Regions from separate parts of the Ovis aries genome. Here region 1 is linked to region 2. Evidence: chromatin contacts called from public Hi-C data. All regions are on one chromosome and are shown on one strand. Each heading gives the region's core, a stretch centred on a gene start, on an enhancer-like site or on the middle of the called end of the contact. The rest is flanking DNA. Distances are from core to core; before and after follow the strand shown.

The links. A called contact is a pair of places that touch in the nucleus more often than the background predicts.
Region 1: a Hi-C map of mixed tissues shows a contact between it and region 2, with 3 times the contacts expected there. The contact joins two enhancer-like sites. A contact is called at or near these places in 8 of 16 Hi-C or Micro-C datasets (hypothalamus, liver, mixed tissues and 4 more).

Annotation. Positions count from the first base shown.
Region 1 is chr11:35,701,939-35,705,692 of ARS-UI_Ramb_v3.0, forward strand. No RefSeq gene overlaps it. Among named protein-coding and RNA genes, the nearest start is that of ANKRD40CL, 11 kb to the right of the region's middle. Within about 2 kb of position 1,478, at least 5 of the 54 cell types and tissues checked have an H3K27ac peak or open chromatin away from gene starts, as enhancers often do.
Region 2 is chr11:35,546,697-35,550,203 of ARS-UI_Ramb_v3.0, forward strand. No RefSeq gene overlaps it. Among named protein-coding and RNA genes, the nearest start is that of TOB1, 76 kb to the right of the region's middle. Within about 2 kb of position 2,120, at least 26 of the 54 cell types and tissues checked have an H3K27ac peak or open chromatin away from gene starts, as enhancers often do.

The sequences.
Region 1 (3,754 bases), core at 228-2,727, 150 kb after region 2:
GCTGCTGCTTCCTAGTGGCTCAGTCATGTCCGACTCTTTGTGACACTTCAGACTGTAGCCTGCCAGGCTCTTCTGTCCATGGGACTGTTCAGGCAAGTAGACTGGAGTAGGTTGCCATTTCCTAGTATACAGTAACATGGAGAAATACCCACAGTGATTCGTTCAATTCGGAAGGAAGTTCAGAACCACATTTATAGCATGAGACCACTTTTCTCCCTAAATATATTTATGCTGGTGTACACATAGAAAAAACACTGGAAAATTCATACCATGAGTTTACTCATGCTCATTTACTCAAAACTCTTTTATTCATTCAACGAACATTGGGTACCCCAAAGCAACAAGCCCTGGTCTCTCCGGTGTGCTAGACACTCATCAGGGAACCAGGCAGTAGACACCCCTGCCTTTGTGGGAACTCTGGGGATTCCTGGAAGGTGCACAGGCATGGGGAAACTAACAAGACGGCGCCAGTCAGGCTCTCTCGCCTTGTGTTCTATAAGCAGTGACTTTGCAGTTATGTAAAGCTGAGACCGCTTACAGCTCTGCACACGCATGTCACGAGGTACTCGCTTGGTCACAGGCTACTTCTCTAGACGTGTGGCTTGAGAAGGCTACTTCTTGAGATGTATGAGCTTCATCATGAAAGCCCTGGCTGCTGCTGCACCGGGGCTACGCTGGAGTGGCATCGTGGTTATGTTATGGCTGTGTTACGGTTGCCATGCCAGCCAGGAGAGAATAAACATATCTGCAGTTCCTACAGCTCCGCAAGACTCCTTCCAGATTCTTAGCTTGCACCTTGCCTACCCTGGGTTCCGCGAACAGTGCAGACAGTGTAAAGAGGATCAGCGGTAAACGAGGAAAACTGAATTTTTTACTTTCTATGCTTTTGAGGGTTTGTTTTTTTTTTACTTCTTTTTTAATCAAAAGCATTATATTGCTTTGTAAATAAAAAGCAACAAATACCAGAGGTTTCTGTGGAGAGAAAACGGCAGCAGCGTCTGCAAGCCAAGGCCCAGGCAGGGCATGGCAGCAACGGCCTTATAAGAGTGAACCTGCCCCGGGGCCTGCCGTGCACCTGCCGCCCGGGCATGGGCACCAGTGGCTCCAAAGCTTGGGGCCTGTGGCCCTTCGCCTTGGGGCAGGGAGGTCTTGCCCTGGAGGTCGCTGAGCAAACTTCGGCGCAACTGTGAGGCCCAAGTTTTGCCCCTCTTTGTATTCATGGGCCACAGCTCCATGGTCTACGACAAGGATGGGATCTGGCTCACGAATTCCTTGAGGAGACAATTGTCAGCAAGAACAGGCAGAAGCAGGCCAAACTGAGGCGGGTGAATTAAGAACCTGATTCCTCAGGGCACCGTGAAACTGGATTCATCCCTGTGGATTTCCCTGTGAACTTCTGTGAGGTGTGAGCCTAGGGCAGTGACAGGCGTAAACACCTCCTGCCCCAGCAAGAAATCCCCAAGCTCAAGGTGTGGCTTCGACTGAGGAACCTAGACTGGGGCCACAACCATGAATAAATTCCACTGGCCTGGAACCTTCAGCTGTGAGCAGGGCTGTCCTAAACGCTGGTTGGCTCTTGGTTGTATGTGGACCAGAGGTGACTGGTAGCTGGCGAGGGCTGATGGCAGAATTACCAGTCCACCTTTCCCAGCAATCCCTACAAGGAGCATGGCAGGGCACATGCTAGTCAAGAATGTCTGGTTCCTGTGCCCTTGCCTGGCCTGCATTCTTCCCAGCCCGCTAGGGCCCAGCCTTGCTGGAGACTACAGCACTTTACAAGCAAGGTCTGCCTTTTTCCAGCCCCAGGGCTATGGGAGCTGTACACAAGTGGAAACTTCCTTTCCCTCACTGCCTTTACTCTCTTGTTGGAGCATTTCAATTGTTTGCTACCTCCATTACTCCAGTGTTGGACAGAAGCTGGGGGCAGAACAAGCCTGATTCTTCCTGCCTACCTGCCCATTTGTTCCCAGCCCCAGATGAATGGACAATTTGCTGACTGTTAATAAGAGGAGGGACTGGTGTAGGTTTCTCCCTCTACCCAGAACTGGGATGATCCCTCCCCACTGCAACTAGTTGTTACCCCCCACCCCAAGTTGAGAGGGCATAGAAGGGAGACCAGGAAGGATTCTGGATGCCTGTGCCCCATCTCACCCGCTGCGTCTAATCCTCCTTGCCTTTATACATCCTCAACCCTTTGGTAAGGCACAGCACCTTAGGGCTGGTGCCAGTAGCTCTGAGGAGCCCACAACCCCTTTCCATTTGGTATGCCCATCCTTTCAGGATCAGTCAAGACAAAAACACTGGAGCTCTGTGTAGGGGCAGAAAGGAGAGAACAACCATAAAAGGAATACTTAAAATGTAAAAGCTTGCAAATAGCCTGTAACTGATCTAGTCCATGATGTTGTTGGGGCAAAGTCTGACTTCTAATTCCTTTTTTTTTTTTTTTTTGGTTGATGTCTCTTTTTTTAGTTTTTTATTTTTTAAATTTTAATATCTTTAATTCTTACATGCGTTCCCAAACATGAACCCCCCTCCCACCTCCCTCCCCATAACATCTCTCTGGGTCATCCCCATGCACCAGCCCCAAGCATGCTGCATCCTGCGTCAGACATAGACTGGCGATTCAATTCTTACATGATAGTATACATGTTAGAATGTCATTCTCCCAAATCATCCCACCCTCTCCCTCTCCCTCTGAGTCCAAAAGTCCGTTATACACATCTGTGTCTCTTTCCCTGTCTTGCATACAGGGTCGTCATTGCCATCTTCCTAAATTCCATATATATGTGTTAGTATACTGTATTGGTGTTTTTCTTTCTGGCTTACTTCACTCTGTATAATCGGCTCCAGTTTCATCCATCTCATCCGAACTGATTCAAATGAATTCTTTTTTACGGCTGAGTAATACTCCATTGTGTATATGTACCACAGCTTTCTTATCCATTCATCTGCTGATGGACATCTAGGTTGTTTCCATGTCCTGGCTATTATAAACAGTGCTTCGATGAACATTGGGGTACATGTGTCTCTTTCCATTCTGGTTTCCTTGGTGTGTATGCCCAGCAGTGGGATTGCTGGGTCATAAGGTAGTTCTATTTGCAATTTTTTAAGGAATCTCCACACTGTTCTCCATAGTGGCTGTACTAGTTTGCATTCCCACCAACAGTGTAGGAGGGTTCCTGACTTCTAATTCCTTACTGTGCAAACTCTGTGCTTTAAGTTAGTGTGAGAAATGGCTTGGGGAGGGTAGTCCTCAATCTAGGAAGGCTGTTGGGTTATTTGTTCAATAAAATTATTTGTAGACCCTGAAAAAAAACAAAACAAATACTACAGATATTAACCAGCACATAGACACACATGTGAAGAAAGGAATCAGGGCAGCAAGAGTCACAGCTCACAGCAGCAGGTAGGCTGGGCAGGTGATGGGACTCTCAGCCTCCTGCCTGCCTGAGTCTCCGGAAGTGAGGAAGACACCCCCAAACCTGAGAGAAACAAAAGCAGCAGCAACATCCTAGGCAGAAGCCCCACAGACAGCAGACAGGATTCTTGTGCTGTGCTCAGCTGCTCAGTTGCAGCAGACTCTTTGCTACCTCATGGACTGTAGCCCACCAGGCTCCTCTCTTTATGGAATTTTTCAAGCAAGAACACTGGAGTGCGTTGCTATTTCCTCCTCCTGGGATAGGATTGTTAGTCTCTTGAACTTTGTGGTGTAGCGGCAGCATAAAAGACTAAATGAAAGTCACTCAGTCGTGTC
Region 2 (3,507 bases), core at 870-3,369:
CTTCTTCTAAACACGTCTTCCTCCTGGGCTATCTACTAGGTCTGAGGACAGCTTGGAGGACGTGGGGTTTTCTTTGGGGATTTTTTGCCTCCTATCCTCTCCCCACTCTTTGTCTCACAGTCTCAAGTGAAAGGGGTAGGTCGGTGGGTCATAGGGAGACCTCACGAGCCCACAAGCGGAATGGCGAGTGCCCATTTCCCACAGAACTCACCTGCTGAGACAGTAGGCTTCTGCCGGAGCCTGCGTTTTCCTTGTTGAAAGGGTTTGCAGGTGAGCACCAGACTGTCCAGAAAGATCTCATGTGAGGGACAGAATATGTGCCCACTCTACCTCCGCCCACCGTCAGGTATATCCCAGACCAGGAAAAGGCCTCAGCAGAGAAAGGTTCCTTGCAACATGCATGAACTAGGCCCAGTCCTGGGATCTTCAAATGCATTGCTTCCCTCAATATTTAGGACAGCTCTGAGGCAAGGGTTCCCCTCTTTGGACAAAGGCTCTTTGTCCAGGGCTTCTATCAACCTGGGCACTGGTGACTCTGGGTTGAAGAATTCTCTGTCGTGTGGTCGTTCTGTGCATCGTGGGATATTTAGTAGCAATCCTTGGCCTCTACCCACTAAATGCCAGGAGAAGATGCACACGCCCCCTCCCAAGTTATAACAACCAAAACTGTCTCCGGGCATTGCCAGATGTCCCTGGGAACAAAACTATCCCTGTTCCAGAGCCACTGTCTTAGACAGTAAGTGTCCAGGGGCCCTAGGATAGGCCTATGTTTGAACCTGGATCATCTGCTTTTCTTACAGCTGCTGCTTTGTGCAGAAAAGTCCCTTTTAAAACTTCCCAGAACAAGGCTCTCACCTTTCATTTCAATGAGGTTGTGGACTTCAGGTGCTCATTTGTGCCTTAATGGGAAGCCAGCTGAATTAGCTTGCCCCCTCCCTCTGACCCCCAAACCAAGGTCGCTGGGGACTAGAGGTGGGGTGAGCATGAGTTGGGAGAGGGATGTGAGGGCAGGGTTGCAAGAGGAAGAGCTTGCCCTCCTTGGACCTCTGCTGTGTGCCTAGCGGCCCCAGGGAGGCAGCTAGGCCAGGCCAACCCGACCAGCCTTACTCAGCCACTGGACGTGACCTGTAGTTGTCTCATCCCAGAGAATATTTGCTGTGGCTGCATGACCTCAACACTTACCAGGAATACCTGCCCCTAAAGAAGGTGAACTCAGAAGGTGGCCTTTGGTTCTGGGTTTAGAACATGGTGATGGGTGCAATGGAAGAACTTCAAGACTTCAGGAACTTCTACTCAGCCTGCACTGTAGCAAGCTGTGAAGACGCCTAGAACTCAATTGCAGACATCAGCTCTCATTTCAGCCTCTGACCTCAGTTTACTTGTTTACCCTGGAGAAATTGGACTGGATGGATGATCTCTCATAATTCACATGCATTGAGCATTTCCTATGTGACAGATTCTTTATGTATATTCTGTCATTTAATTTCTGCAATGCTCTTTGAGGTGGAAACTGTAATTATTATCCTCATTTTACAACTGAGGAAGCTGAGCTCAGAGAAGATAAGTAACTTGCTCAAGGTCACACAGCGAGTAAGTGGAGGACCAGTCATGTACCCAGGTCTGGCCCAGAGGCATGTTGAGAATGGTGGTTGCTCAGGTGAGAGGCCCACTCATTGGGGCAGTGGCCATAAGTACCAGGGAGAGGGTTGTTAGAGTGACCTGCAGAGCAAGGAGGGGCAGGACCAGGTACCCAGCCCAGTGTGGGGAGCCGTGGAAGATGACTCGGAGGTTTGAGGTTCAGAGCCTGAAGGACTGGGAGGGTGATGATGCTTTTAATAGAAACAGGGAAGTCAGGAGGAGGAACAGGTTCAGGGCTAGCAGATGAGCACATTCTTAGACATGTTGGAGCTGATTTGCCAACAGTAGGACCTTCTAGGCCAAGATCCAGCCACAGTTCAATCAGGAAAAATCAGCACATCCAAAAATACTTCAAAATGCCAACAGCCCTCTTGCCAAAATCAAATCCCTAAACCTTGCACACCCTGGAGCTCCCCAGCCACTGCTCCGGGCTGAGCTCAGCGTCAGCTCTGCAGTAACCCAAGTCCCACGCTGGCCACTGGGGGTCACCACTGGTGCACAGACCACAGTGCAGTTGCCCAGGGCTTGCCTGCTATAGGGGCAACCTTGGGGGGCAGACATCGGGTTTTAGGGAGCCAGCCCCCTGGAAGGGAGGGCAGAGTTCTCTTCCTCCTTTTTAGGTGTGGGAAGGAGAGGGGCTCACAAGATACTGAGCTGCTGCTTCTCCCCAATTCCCCAGGCATTGGCAATGCCATGTCACAGAAATTTCTGATTAACCTCCAACCAGATACAGTTCATCTTAGAACCGGGAAGAGGGGGAGGCAGTGGACCCCCTTCCCTGTATGGACACCGGGCTCTTGGAGCCTGGCCCGGAAGACGCCATGTCCAAGGCGCCAGAGCGGCAGAGCCCAGGGAACAGGATCCCAGCTGATCCAAAGTGCCTGTCTCCCCTGACATTTGCGTCAGCAGCTCTGCCCTTTGACTTTTAATTCCTGGGAGTGAAGGGTGGAGGCAACCTTGGCGATCAGGACTAATTATATGCAGTCCGATTGAACCAGTGGTTTATTGGGGTTTGGCATGGTTACCTGTACTCTTCTTTGCCTCCAACCCCCAGGTTTATGGCCTTGGTCTCCTTCAGAAGCTGGGAAGAAAGGAAGGCAAGAGTGCTTCTGCCTGGGAGGCACCTAATTCCCCTGTCTCCTGAGCCTCCTGATCTCAGTGCAACTTGTGGGAAGTGACGCCTATAAAACCACTGAGAGACCCCCAGATGGAGGCGGTGTCCCCATGCTCACACCCAGCCCAGGCCCTGCACCCCCTTAGCCCGCCTCCAGCTCTAATCAGGACTTGTTAAGACATGTTCCAGGGCCATGGCCAGGCCAGGAGGCACTGCCTCCCAGCTGCTCTGGGGCTCGGGGCTCAGAAGAGGAGGGGGTAGGGTAGGCATCTTGAAGCTGACATGGTTCCTCAAGCCCCAAGCCCCCTCTGGTGTCCTGTGTCCCTCTATATTTGGCCTTGGCATTACCAACGTGCCCTCTCTGAGGGGCAGGCAGCCAGCCTAACCCATGACGTCTCCTCCAGGGCCTGGGCTATTTTGGAACCAGCCTTGAGAGGGCTGGGGAAGGCAGGGGTGAAGTTTAAGGGAATATTTGCACCTGTCTCTGGATCACAGAAGAGGCTGAGGGTGTGTGGCATAGAGAACTGGCCCTGAGGCCTTTCTCAGAATTCCCTGTACAGTTACTCAAATACTCCTTTTGCTCAAGTTTCCTGGGGATGCCTGGGCTGTGGGGCTGAATCTGGGCAGGAACCCCACCCGTTCCCTTTTCCCCCTGAGTTTTTCCAGCTGTTCAGATATTATCCCTCAATTAAAAAACAACTTCTATGTCTGGTCCCACCAAGAACTAAGAGCTAGCTCAGTGGTTCCCAGTCTTC